2 separate regions of the Triticum aestivum genome follow, and region 1 is linked to region 2. The links are chromatin contacts, called in public Hi-C maps. All regions are on one chromosome and are shown on one strand. The core of a region is the stretch at or near the end of the contact, and the rest is flanking DNA. Distances in the headings are between cores, read along the strand shown. Region 1 holds the start of LOC123101915 (flavonoid 3'-monooxygenase CYP75B3). Region 2 has its middle 44 kb from the start of LOC123150792.

Region 1 (7,312 bases), core at 2,676-5,175, 160 kb after region 2:
ACGGAAGTTAGAAAATGGAATGGTCCCGGGGATGGTTTATGCCCCCTATGTGGCGTACCGGAAGACTCCAACCATATCTTCTTTCGGTTTCTGCAGTCCTCCTCTGGAGCTGCATCAGGGAGGTGATTCGCGGTAATTGGAACCATGATAACCTCCCCGACCTATTTCAGGCGGTCCTAAGCCGAGAGGCCAGGACGCGCCCTAGCCTGTGGGTAGTAGTGGGGGCGATAGCATGGACCCTGTGGACGGCTCGCAATAAACTCGTGATTGAGCATGTGATTCCAACTCGTGCGACTGACTCTATCTACAAACTGTGTGGCTTCTTACGACTATGGAGACCGCTCAGCAAGCGGTGTGATCGGGACTTCATCAACAGGATTGTCTCGGCCTTACGCACCACCGCTGGAGCATTGGCGCCACCGCTCCCGCCTCCACCACCTGAGCCGGACTAGTTATACTATGATCCTTATTTTGGGGTTGTTTGGCTGTGCCCCCGGCGCTCCGTCCTTGTTGTACTTCTGTTATGCCCTTGTGGCAACCTTTTTTTGTTTCCTTGGCCGGACCTTTTGTTGGCCGTGATTGTCGGATATTATTGCGGTGGTTGCTTTATAATCTAAAGCGGGGGGAAACCCTATTTCGTGAAACGCATCACGACTCTAAGAAATAATTCACCGGTCGTTCAGTCGAGCAAGTAACATTGGTCTCTCTTTTTCTTTCTCAAAATACTAATATTTTATTCTCCCTTTTTCCTTCTTAAGGTGTAGGCTTAAATACCCATGTCACATTCGTATTTCTTGTATCCGTGGCATGAAAGCTAAGCATACTTCCTTGTACCAAGATTGAGATCTATGAAAGGCTTATATTTTTTTTTGCGGAAAAAACTTTTAATCTACTCATCTTCATCATTGTAGTACAATGAACATTAGAAATAATAAAAATTATATCAAGATCCATAGACCACCTAGCGACGACTACAAACACTGAAGCGAGACGAAGGCGCGCTTCTGTCATCGCCCCTCTCTCGTCGGAGCCGGGCAAACATTGTTGTAGTAGACAGTCGGGAAGTCGTCGTGCTAAGGCCCCATAAAACCAACACACCAGAACAGCAACCGCCGCAGATGAAGAGTGTAGATCAAAAGGATCCAACCTGAAGACACACAAACGACGAACAGATGCAAGCAAATCCACCAAAGATAGATCTGCAGGAGACACACCTCCACACGCCCATTGATGATGCTAGACGCAACAGCGGAACGGGGGCTAGACGGAAAGACCTTTATTCTATTTTCAGGTAGCCACCGCCATCTCGCCTTTCTGAACAGGACATAAACCCTAATAAAACTTAAAAAAAAAATCTAAAAACGGAGCCCTCCCACCGGAAAGGACCGAGATTCACTCCGTCTCCATGGTCCTAAGGCCACTGGAGACGGGACGGATCGGCGCTGGCGGGAGGCAGAGAACTCTAGCCGATCGGACGAAGAAGTTGTAGACCCAACTAGTAGCAAGGAAAGAAATGGCAAAGACTATGTCAGACCGACTAAACTAACCCGATCAACATAAATAAACAATCAAAAGTCCCCGACGACACGTTGGAACCATTAGTAATAAAACGAACGCCAACCATATATAGTCCGTACACTGTGGACCAACAAAACTAATTATGACGTATTCTCTCCGTTTCGAATTATTTATTTAAAAACTAAATGTATCTAGATGTATTTTAGTTGTAAATACATTCATTTTTCTTCATTTTTGTGACAAGTAATTCCGAAAGAAGAAGGTACATAGATATCTCTCCAGTCTCCTGCCTTGCAAACCTTGGCACAACCCACTCCCCACCCCCCTCGCTGCACTCTTTTCTTCCACACAAGGTACATCGGACCGAAAAGAATAGAAAGACGACAAAGATCCATGATAAAACATCACACTGTGTACGCCGATGGCAGTAACCTCGGCACGGGCTGAACCATTAGCGGCACGGCCCGCTGCAAGGTGAGACCATAGGCCTCCTCCATGTCGAGCTTTTCAGGTGTCATGCCATCAACCAAGGTCCAGTCGAACGCGTGCACGAGCGTGGCGGTCATGAGTGTGACCATCCGGAGGCCCCAGCTGAGGCCCGCGCATATCCTTCGCCCCGCCCCGAATGGAATGAGCTCATAGTCGCCCCCCTTGACATCCACGGTCTCGTGCGACCCGCCCGCCAGGAAGCGGACGGGCCTGAACTCTAGGACGTCATCCCCCCATGAGGCCGGGTCACGGGCGATGGCCCACACATTGACGAGCAGGGTGGTGTCCTTGGGGATGCGGTAGCCGTCCACCTCGCAGTCCTCGGCGGTCACCCGGGGAAGGGAGAGCGGCGTCGACGGGTGCAACCGGAACGTCTCCTTGATGACGGCGGCGAGGATGGTGAGTTGTGGCAGGTCGGATTCGGTGACGAGGCGGCCATTTCCGACAACGTCGTCGAGCTCGTGTTGGAGCTTCTTGAGGACGTTTGGGTGTCGTATCAGCTCCGCCAGTGCCCATTCCACCGTGCTTGATGTCGTGTCCGTCCCAGCGGTGAACAGATTCTAGAAAGAAGAAACATGTGGATTTAGTTCATAATATAAAACAAAAAAAATATGGTTTTGTTATTTGTAATAATTCGTCTGAGATATTTTCTTGCATATGGCTCATTTTTTACACTTTTCACTAAACTCGGGTTTGACAAAAGTGACATAACCAAAATCTTTCCGTTTCTAAAGACAAAAAAGTTGAGTTCAGCAAAGCTTTATAATAAACACATGAAAACAAATATTGAGTTTGTACAGACATACCAAGAGGAGAGCCTTGATGTCAGTCTCGTTGAACTTGATCCCATCCTCCTCGCCGGCGGCGGGCGGCGACTGCCGCATCATCCCCAGCATGACGCTCAGCAGGTCATTCCCGTCGCCGTCAGCCCTGTCGCCCCTCTCGCTGATGAAGCCGTCCATCATGCGGTCGTAGCGGCGGTGGAGGCGCTTCATCTTGGCGACGACGCCCTGCGGGTCGAGCCAGCGGAGCGCCGGCACAAAGTCGCCGATGTTGAAGACGCCGGCGAGCTGCATGAGCTCGGCGACCATGTCCTTGAACTCCCTGGCGCCCTCGCCGACGCCGTCGCCGAAGACGCGGCGCCCAACGGCGGCCCGGGCGAGCGCGTTGGTGGCGCACACGTTGGCCTCCTGCCCGACGGCCAGGCCCGCGGGCGAGACCGAGCCCGAGGAGGAGGAGAGCAGGCGGGTGACCATGAGGCGTGTCTCGTCCTGGCGGACGGTGCGGAGTGCGTCGAGGGCGCGGGCGGAGAAGAGGTGGAGCGCGCAGAGCTTGCGGAGGGCGCGCCAGCGGGCGCCGTAGGGCGCGAAGACGAGGTCCTGGTAGTTGTAGGCGACGTGCTCGGCGCCCGAGTTGGGCGGGCGGTCGCTGAAGTTGGCGTCGTGGCCGCGGAGGAAGGCGGCGGCGACCTTGGCGGAGGCGGCGACGACGACCTCGGCGCTGCCGAAGCGGAGGCGGAAGAGCGGGCCGTGGAGGCGCGCGAGGGCCGCCATTGTGTGGTGCGGCTTGTCGCCCAGCTGCGGCAGGTTGCCCAGCACCGGCCACCCCCTGGGCCCCGGCGGCAGCGGCAGCTTCGGGCTCTTGGCCCCGCGGAGGTGCCAGACGGCGGCGGCGGCGACGGCGGCGAGGGAGGCGAGGAGGAGGAGGAGCAGGTCGTGATCCATGGCGGCTGGGTCTTGGAGGGTGGCAGTGGATGCGGGGACGTTTGTTTGTTAGTTGGGCGGGCGCATGGCATGCAGACGCGGCCGTATAAATATGGGAGCTCTGGAGAGCGCGTGCGCCACCTAAATCGCCGGATCGACCAGTCCTGCTACCTACCCGCCCACGCCCACGCCGACGCAATGAGAGCAGAGCGAGGAAGAAGAATGGGCGGCGCTCCAGTCCTCCCAACTACCCAAATCGGAAGAAAGCCTGCAACTGGCACAGTCCTATGAATAAGGACAGCACAAGAGCTTTCCAAACGACGTTTGGAGATGGCAAAAAATGGGATGGGACGTGCACCACTCACTCACTCACTTGGCAGCCGCATATGTTAACTACTCCTCTCTATGTTTCTTCCACGTCACCACAAACTCCTTCTAGCTTCTTGTAGTAAAACACACTTGCAAAAATAAAAGTACAGTTACCCAAAAAAAAAACAATAATAGTCAAGTACAGTTCAGAAAGAGGTACCCATGCTTTAAATGAATCTAAAAGGAGCTTTACCATGTACGTATGCCACAATGATGGTGCCAAATGCCAAACTAGCTTTTACCAATACAATATTGTATGCTTGCCTAACACCCAAAAGCAATAGCCAGATTTCCCATCATTGTGATGAGAGCAAGTACAATAGGTCCTAATCAGCAGGCTATAAGCCATTTCACATCATCAATATCATAGCTGGAAGAGAGAGAAGGGAAGAAAGACAAGGAAGCGGGCGCTTCACTCATCGCCGGCTCTAGCTCTAGAAACAAGAAAAAGTAACCCACATGCAGCCGTGTGCAAGGTAAAAAGCTGGGCGTTCCTTCCTCTCTCCCAATCAGGTGAGCTTCCTTGTCTCCATCCACATACAAACATTGATTACTATAGTCATTTTAATAGCCAGTGTATAGTCAATTTATTGTACAAGTGGGCTGTAATGAAGGCTGTATGTGACATGGCCTTGGCATATAGCCAACAGCCGGCTCTCTTATTAACCATGCTCTGAGGTGGTAAGTTATTTTTTATCTTATTCTATTTGATGGTGGGACCCAGTGTACAGTAATTGGGAACCACATACGTCGTGGAGACGATGCCTAATTCCCGATTATGGGCAAATTTGGCACCAACACACAATGGATGCCCTTATGTTTTATATAAGAGAGGGCTCGGTTCTTTCCTCCTCCCAGGAAAAGAATCACTGGCGATTAGATCTACAATCTACTCCACCTCCCATCGGCGCCGTCGTCGGTGCTGGTGCGGAGGACATTGCACTCCACCGGTGGGGCGGACCCTGCTTTCTTGTTAGGCTCAACGTCTTGCTTGGGATTATGTGCCGGTGATGATGTCCTTCTATACGAATAATGTTTCACACATCCGATCCTCGTCTTGATGGTGCGTCTAGCATCATCGAATGAATCTCGCGGTATTCGGCCGGTGCTGGACTCAAGTGGATTTGTTTGGATCCACTCTTGGTTCATGTGTTTACAGGTATGATCCTTCCGATCTACGACTATTCATCTGTAATGGTTGCTTCTCTGGTGTGATTATTATGTGGGGGCTTAGCACAACAACTTCCCCACTTGTCTACTAGTACAACAAGATTGGTCCGACTCCGTGGGCATAGCTCATGGCTCAGGTACTGACGGCCTAGTTGTCACGGCCTCGTGGACGCCGTGGTGGCGGGTCTTTGGTGTTCTATGGTGGTAGTGCGGCTGACATTCTCGTGACGGGTCGTACCCCGCATCGAAGCAGAGGGTGGTGGCCAGGTGAAAACCTCGTTTGGCTCTGGTCAGGCCGACGGCAGCGGCGTCCATGGCATCGATCCCTTCTTCAAGGCACTGTTGTGGTGGCCCTTTGTCCTTCATGTTACTCCGTGTGAAAATCTTGATCCGTTGGATCAGGCGGTGACGACGCTGTACCTTTGAGGCACCTCTATGGAGTCCATGGCCCGTCAAGTTTTAACATCGTCTCTTCACGGTGGTGTAGTACATGGTTGAGAGCTCCATAGACCGCTAGCGATGCTCTATTTATTCACTTGATGTTTCCTTTGGGATGTTTGTGATAGTGTTGCTATTTGTCGGCTCCCTTGTATATTTCCTTGGGCGTGTATGTTGTGTGGTGGCGTGTTGTATATGGGTTTTGTAAGTTGGTCAGGGCTTTATCTATAAAGCAGAGCAAAAGCCTGTTTCTGTAATCAACATCAATACATCAAGTAATGCTACATGTACGGGGAGGTCACGTATGGTTTAACAGGCATGTTAACTTGAAAGAGTGTGATTGGGAGATAAAGAGAGGGATGGGCCCAACCCCATAAAATTGGCGGCGCCGGGGGGGGGGGGGGGGGGGGGGGGGGGGTCAGTTCAAAAGTTTTGTGAAACATCTGTAAATGTCCGTGCCAACAAGGATCAAATCGCATGTGTGCTGTTTTGGTGTCTTGGACGTTGCGTGATTGTGTGTGTATGGTGGTGTGAGTCTATGCATGTGTGCATCTACGTTTTATGGGTGTTTCTCAAACAAAAAATCCATGCCGATTTGCTTTACACTATTCAAGGTTGTGTCTAGAACTCAGTCGACCGAGACTTAACGAAATCTCAGTCGAGTGGCGTCAGCGTCTTTTTTTTTTGCTATAGGCGGCACAGCTAGATGCTACAAACGGCGATGAAAAATGTTGTGATGGTATTGCAAGCAACAACAACAAACGCTACAACCGTTCTAACTAAAATGCTACAACCGTCAATGAAGGATATTACAACCAACGAGATGATGTACTACAACCGATGAGGGACGTCAAGCTTCAACTAGCAAGGCGAATGTTACACCCGATAGTAGAAAATGTTGCAAACTATCACAAAAAATGTTGCATGGTCGACAGAGATTTGATTAAGTATCAGTCGACTAGGTTTTAGCAGGCCCTATTATTCAACTACACCAAGCGATCTTTCAAATCTTTCAAGACTCTTCAAGGCCCTCCTGCCAGCGCTCAGGGAAAACCCATGTCCGATGCGGAGGATGTGCTAGCAGCAACGGCTTGCGCCTTTACCCTCTTGGGAGGCATCGCTGGTGAGTGTGGGTTGCCTTTCGGTCACGATGGCGTGTTTGAGTTGGTGAACATCCTACCTAATATGAACATGTAACTAAGAGCAACTCCAACGCAAAGACTCAAACGGACACGGATTTTGTTCGTTTTTTGTCCGCTTAGGTCTCTGTCCGCCTAGCAGATATGAGGCGGACACACGCGGACTGTGGACGCACCCAACAGACAGACCTCAGCGGACAAGCGAGGACGAGATGCAGCCCCGCGTTCCTCCCGCGCCGTCGCGGCCTTCCCCTCCCTCCAGCGTGCCGCCACGGCCTCCCCCCCCCCCTCAACGAGCACGCTGCCGCGGCCTTCCCATCCCTCCAGCGTGTCGCCGCGGCCTTCCTTCCCCCCCCCCCCCCCGACGAGCACGCCGCCGCGACCTCCTCCTCCCCCAGCGCGCCGTCGTTGCCTCCTCCGGGCCGCCTGCACCAGCAAAAAGGAGGAGGTGTGCCACCGCCGAGCTTCTCCGGCCCACCTGCACCT
Region 2 (6,714 bases), core at 295-2,794:
TTCGTACCATTTGGATAAGTAAAAATGGTACTTGCTTCACAATCCTTCACCCTGGACAGAAACTTGGCAAAATTATAGAGAAATAATGGCAAAATGAAATAAGCTCAAATTTGGTGGAGTGAGATTATATTGGTAGAAAAATGTCTTGTTAAATTTTCAGGAATTACGAAGCTATATAAAATATAGTTGCTTCACAATCTGAAAATATGACAAGAATCAAAGATTGGATGGTGTGGTCACATGAGCATGGAATCTTGAATATTTTTACATTTCCAAGGTCCATATGATCCAAAATAATTTTGAGAATTTTGTGGGAATTTTTGGAGTGACAGAATTGTAAGTTGCTTCACAACCTATGGAAAAAAAGATTATTCCTTTATTACAAAATGGAATATTCCGAAGAAAAGAATTTTGTGTTTGGGCTAAGATGGAAATGACATGATCTTGGAATGGATTTGAGGATGACAAGCCACTCGAGGAAGAACGCGGAGATGATCTTTCCAGGTTAGACCACATAGGTACAAAAAAAGAAATCTAAAGCAAAATTCAAAGAAATCCAAAAGAAAAAGAAAGAGCAAAAAGTCGGAGTGTGACAAAAGGTTGCCACGAGTGAACGGCCGTCAGAAGAGTAAGCATCAATGCTTCACGAAAAGAAACACCCGATAACCAATTAAGAAAACATCCAACATCAATCGAGGCCAAACTCATGAAGCATGTCAACAACAAGCCGCTCTAGTGTACAAACACACTCTAAAGAAACAACAAATAACATCCATACATAAATGTAGGAGGAACGGAACACAAAAAAAATTGCATACTCAAAGAGAAAAATATACATACTCAAAGGGGAGTGAGAAGTGTGGATGCCGGGACGTCTACTGATCATAATGCAGGAGCTACGGCGGCAATCTGCCGAGACGAAGAAGGAAGATACTTGGGTTCTTCTATTTTGGTAATTAACGGGTTGGTAGATCCAGTTATAGTCGAAGCAATAGCGTGTCGGGAGGCCTTGTCGTTAACTGAAGATCTAGGCGTGAGACAGGTTTTTGTTGCTTCATACTGCAAATCAGTCATTGATCATATTCATGCAGGGATCAGAGGTAATTATGGAGGGATAGTCAATCAAAGAGACTAAATAGTTTTCTTTTTGTGAACAAAAGAGATTAAAGAGTTGGAAAGGCCTTTTTCTTCCTGTATCTTTAGTTTGAGAGTAGGAGCTCAAACATTAATGCTTACAATTTGGCAAGACATGGGGGTTTCTCTTCCCAAGGGTGTTATTTCTTGCTAGGATCGCCTCATGATCCTAATGTAATCCTTATAAATGTTGTTTTATAGTTTAATAAAGCATGGCCAATATATTGCTAAAAAAGAAGATGTTTCCCTCAACTGCTTAAAAAAACGTTCTTATATTATGAAACGGAGGGAGTAAAAAATAAACCGTTTCCCTAAAAAGACAGAAAACTGGCAACGCAGCCCCACAGGGCAGTCAACCAGGAGCTGCAAATGGCCTCACGGGGCTCGCACCTAGCCACACATAAACGCTTATCCAACTCAGCGCATGAGCCGTAGATCCACGTTGGAGCCTCCCGGCCGTTCGATCTTCATAACCCTGCTGAAGTGGTACACTCCCTGATAACTGAATAAATGGACAGCTACACTGAACCTTCAGTTCATGACGCTCCACATAACTGAACTGTCGACAGCTGCAACTGAACCTGCAGTACATGACACACCCGCACAGCATCCCCCCGTCTCTGCTCTCCGGCGACCAATGAGTCAGTTCCCTCACGTCCACAACGTGGGCGCGGCTGCGCAGCCGCGTGCACGACGCATACCTGCACGCCACCGAGAACGGGCCTCCACCGCCGGGCTTGGATGGCGCACTTGTATCAGGGCCACCAAGCGCAGTGACTGCTCCTCCACAGCGCCATCTCCATCACTAACGTCTTCAGAGTATGACTCCGGAATCCTGACCGTCGCTCCACAGTTCACTTCTTCAGAGTGTCGCCACCTTGGAGGCTTGGACACGACGGCACGTGAATTGAGAAAAATTTACACTTAGACATGGCTTCAGGAAAACCTAGCTGTTGTTGTGTTTCTGCTGCCTAAACTTGGCCAATTCTCCTGACGGTAGAAAACCTATAGTTGCGTTGGCATCACGGTTAAAAAATTCAGAAACTGTTTGATGCTGCGTCATCAGCCTTTTTAAAAAAAAAGGAGGTTAAACCCCTGGCCTCATGCATGCAGCCATCAGCCTGTGATGGTCGCGCCCTTATTCTGGTTTTTACTTCAACGTTGCCAGCAGAAATATGGGTTTATCTTAGATAAATCATCATCAGCTATTCAGGTGTCAGTACAGATGTGGTGGTTGAGCACTTGAGTTTAGTTATTATTCTGCTTAAAGTTTCAATCCATCAGCAGAAAATGAGTTTGTGTTTTGACTGAGTTTGAGTTATGATTTGTGAACATGGCGAAGTTAATACGCCCAGCCCAGACAATGCCGGTGACAAAATTCTACGTACAATAGTAGGTATTTGCATTGTGCCTGCAAGCCTATAGGATTGAACTGCCTGTGTACAGATAGATGCTACAAGATGTTCTGAAGCTAATTGGTTGCCAGGGAAAGACAACCTTGAATTGGAAATTATTGCTTTTGATACTACTGTCCTTTATTCAGATGATTCGGTTCTTCAGTTCAACACCATATGGTGCTAGTGGGAAACTCTGGAGCTTGAAAACCCAAATCAGGTTCAGTCATCCCAGTTCAGTTTCACATAGAAGATACTGAGTTCTATTTGATTTAGCCTATTCTAGTTATGTTGAGTAACGTGTGAATATAGTTCAGGTTGTATCCCACCCACGGCACTGCATGCAATCTACTCCCTCTGTAAACTTTTTTAAGACGTTTTAGATCACTAACACAGAGGGAGTAGATTCTTATACTGAATTATTTCAAGGTTTTGTGCATGAGCTGTCTTCTTCACCTAGTTGTTGAGTAGCAACAGCAAGAAACACACATTTCTAGTATTGAACTTGTTATGCACAATGTATAGCCATGCTACTTTTTTTTCTTTTCTTTTTTCAGTGTAGTAGTACCCATCGTACAGAGATGATACAGATAACTGTCTGATTTTAACATCTCAACCAAATTCAGGTTCTATCTTGTTTCTTTTATTCCTTTTTCAGTGTAGTATTAGTACCCGTAGTATTTGTTTCATGGACTGCTGCTGCCATCTTTGCTTGTTAATTTGCACTACTCCCTCCAATCCAGATCAATTGACGCAGCCTATATGCAATTCGGATCGGATGGTGTACTACTATTTTCTACGTACATAGGCTTCAGCAACGAAAATTAATACAGCAGGTACATTATAACTGTTCTGAATATAATGTCGACAAGCAAAGATAACTGTTCTGCAAATTATATTGTTAATTTCAGACTTTGTACATAAGCTGCTGTCGTCTTTGCTTGTTCTGCAAAACAGTAGGTACTTAACATTAAAGCCCGCAAAAAAAAGGCAGTTAATATTATAATTATTAATCTTCTCCAACGGTTGCCTGCGAGTCTTTGACATGCTGCCTTAAAGTTGAGATTCTGGTGTCATCCAACACAAACACAAACAAACACTACAAAGAGTTAATTGAGCAGTCTTCAGTTAGCTACAAAGAGTTGACAGCTACTCCCGAATATCTCGCAAAAAAAAAAGGGTTGACAGCTAACTGAAGACCCTGACAGCATTCTTTCAGTTAGTAAGTTTTTTTTTGTGAGGCAATTTTTTTTAGGGGGTGAGGCAGTTCCAGGTAGTGCAATTTCAGTTAGTACGTGCCTAACCCCCGTGTGTGTGGGTGCTTTGTTCATGGGCTGGTACAGTGGTACCCCCGCGCGTTGGAGCGCATACGGCACAATTCAATCAAATAAATGTTGACGCCTTGATTTTTTTTTAGGCCTGTTGAGGCCTTGATGGTATGCGGCGCGAGTGACAGTGCTATACAAGGACGACCCAGTAGCATGTTTGTTCGTTTATTCAGTCGGTTAATTTGTTTCCTTCGTTTTCTCCTTTCCTTTTACTTTTTTGAAAAATTGCAAATACATATATGCCATAAAAATTACTTAAATTTTGAAAAATGTTCGTCACACGTTTAACAAATGTTCATGCAATGTAAAAGAAAATGTCAATGTACCATTCAAAGAACTGTTTATGACATTTAAAAAAAATCACACATTTTCAAAGGTATATTAGCGACATTATTTTTTCAAAACAATTAAAACAAGTTCGCATAACTTTAAAAAAATCATCATACCATTCAAATAGATGGTCCCACATTTGAAAAATATGTTTGGGCCATTTCCAAAAAAGTTAATACAATGTCAAGAATTGCATATAATTTTATAAAATATTTTGAATTATTAAACAAATGTTAAACATGTATTTCAAAATGCTTACAAATTATTTGGAAAAATATTCAAATATATATTTGAAAAAATATCTTCACAACAAAAAAAGTGATCAGCATGTATTTGAAAATTGTTTAGCTTGTGTCAAAAAAATGATCCATGTGCATACCAAAAATGTGCAACCTGTATTGGAAATAGTAGATATTTATCAAGAAGGAACAAAACAAACTGAAGAAAACACAAAGAAAATCGAAGGAAACAGGTAAAGAAACATTGAAAACAGAATAAGAAAAAAATGCATGCAAGGTTCTAAAACCGGACCATACCGGTGTATTGAACGTTCCCGAAATCAGTTAATGCACCGGTGTAACACCCTAAAAATTTAGCCATTTCATTTTATTAATTAAATTTGGACAGAGTAAAAATTTGAATTTTATTAGGTCTTTTATTAATTCCAGAATATTTTTTGTTTTCTGTTTTAAAAAAAAATCCTTCCCTCCATATAGAAACTTTTGAAAATATTGTGGGTTTGAGAGTTTTCCTTAACCCTTTAATTTAAGTTTTAAATTAAGTAGGAAATATTTTTATAATAAAATTTGCCCAACAAAATTCTTTTAATGGTATTTCAATCTCTGAAATGCTCCGGCTGCACTAAAATCATTTCAAATAATTCTTTTAAAAATTCCACAAATTTTGAGAGCTCCTCTGATGCCTATAGATCACTTTCATAACTTGTTCTTTTGGATGTTTTGAGCAAAACATCTTCTTTTCATTTCTGTCCCATCCTTAGGTTATAACTACAACCCCATTTTTGCTTTCTCAATTAGTTCTGAACTTTTTCCATCATGTAGTCCTTCCAACCAAACACTTAAGTCCAGAAGGTTTGTTCCAGTTTGATCTTGCAAGCCCACCAAATAATCCCCTGTAGTTTCTGTCCAGAACTGAATTCTGGTAAAACTTTCACTCGCAGGTTGTTCCTTCTGCCAAAACAACTCCACCATCAACTTTATCGTCAAATGAGACATTGTGCTGACAATTTTCTCATTCAACAATATCCTCTAGGTGGACTTGGCATTCTGTCGAACAGTTTGTAGGCATTACAGAATTTGGCAACTTACTAAACCACCATTTGAAACTTGCTCCTTCTATACTTTCCACCATCATTTTCATCCAAAGTAGCCCTACCCTGTTAAATCTCAACTTCATTGGATCACTGTAGCCCACCCTGACATTTTGTCGAGCACCTCGAGTGCATGAGCAGAGCGCGGCAGAACGCGCGTAGTGCAGCCGCTGGCATCGAGCCGCTGTGGCACCTCTGCTGCTTCCTCCACTCGCCCTGTCCTTTCCCTGGATCACCGCGTCACCCCTGAGCCCTGCCGACACCTCCCCGCATCTCCTAGCACCGTCCACCGCCGTCCACGCCGGCCACGACCGACCACCGTGACGGGCACGGCACCGCCAAGCCGCGTGGCGCGCCCTGAGACACCCAGCTCCTCCCGGGCGTAACTACGACTTCCACCGCCCTCACCAACCCCCAGCGGCCACATACAGACCCCGCTGACCTCGCCACCGCCCTCGTCTGCCATCAATGATCGCCGCCGCAGTCTGCTGTGGACGGCACCGTCCGAGCCACCTGGCGCCCCTCCAAGCCTACCAGCGCACGCAGGGCTTACCTACCGACCACCACCGTCCTCTCCGACCCCGTCGACCACGCCAACAACCTCGAACCGCCATCCATGGCGATCGCCGCCGCGTCCACATTCGGGAACCCGCGGAACCGACATCTCCCGCCTATTAAAGGCCACCCCGGGATCTCTCCGCTCCTCACCACATCCCATCATCCCTCTGCAAGCCTCCCGTAGAAGCAGAACGACCGGAGGTGGTCGCCTTCTTCCTCTCCGGCAACCACGGCCGCAGTCACTTCCTCTGCGATTTCGATGCCACCAGTGCCTCCCCCTCACTTATTTCTTATCCACCAGCCTCCTTGAGCACTCACTGATCCATCCCCATCATCATTTTTACTCGAGATCGACCGTAGGCGAAATCCCTCTTCCTCCTCCGCCGGAGCTCTTCGGGAGTGCTCGCAGCCGGCGACTCCGTCCACTCCGGAGACCATGGCGACCACCGGAAGGATCGTATCAACCTTCTAAGCACGCCCATGTGCTCAGATCACCGAGGGGCGTCGATCGCCGAAGCCCCGCCTCTGTCCGGCCGCGTGAGAGAGGGCGCGCGAAGACTAGTCAAACCGGACCAGTGGGCCAGGCGGGGCCACTGTCAGCGACTCAAGCCGCGCCAGATCGGCTATAAGTGGAAATGTA

What was found. Hi-C and Micro-C count contacts between places; a contact is called where the count stands out from the background.
Region 1: a Hi-C map of leaf shows a contact between it and region 2, with 6 times the contacts expected there. The contact joins the promoter of LOC123101915 here to the enhancer-like site in region 2.

Annotation. Positions count from the first base shown.
Region 1 is chr1B:694,438,694-694,446,005 of IWGSC CS RefSeq v2.1, forward strand. It overlaps LOC123101915 (flavonoid 3'-monooxygenase CYP75B3), which reads right to left and starts at 3,926. Exons shown (of 2, transcript XM_044523158.1): 1 at 2,814-3,926; 2 at 1,719-2,567. The coding sequence starts at 3,731. The coding sequence ends at 1,923.
Region 2 is chr1B:694,286,072-694,292,785 of IWGSC CS RefSeq v2.1, forward strand. No RefSeq gene overlaps it. Among protein-coding and RNA genes, the nearest start is that of LOC123150792, 44 kb to the left of the region's middle. Within about 2 kb of position 1,545, at least 1 of the 8 cell types and tissues checked has an H3K27ac peak or open chromatin away from gene starts, as enhancers often do. A contact at or near this core is called in leaf, where this site is marked.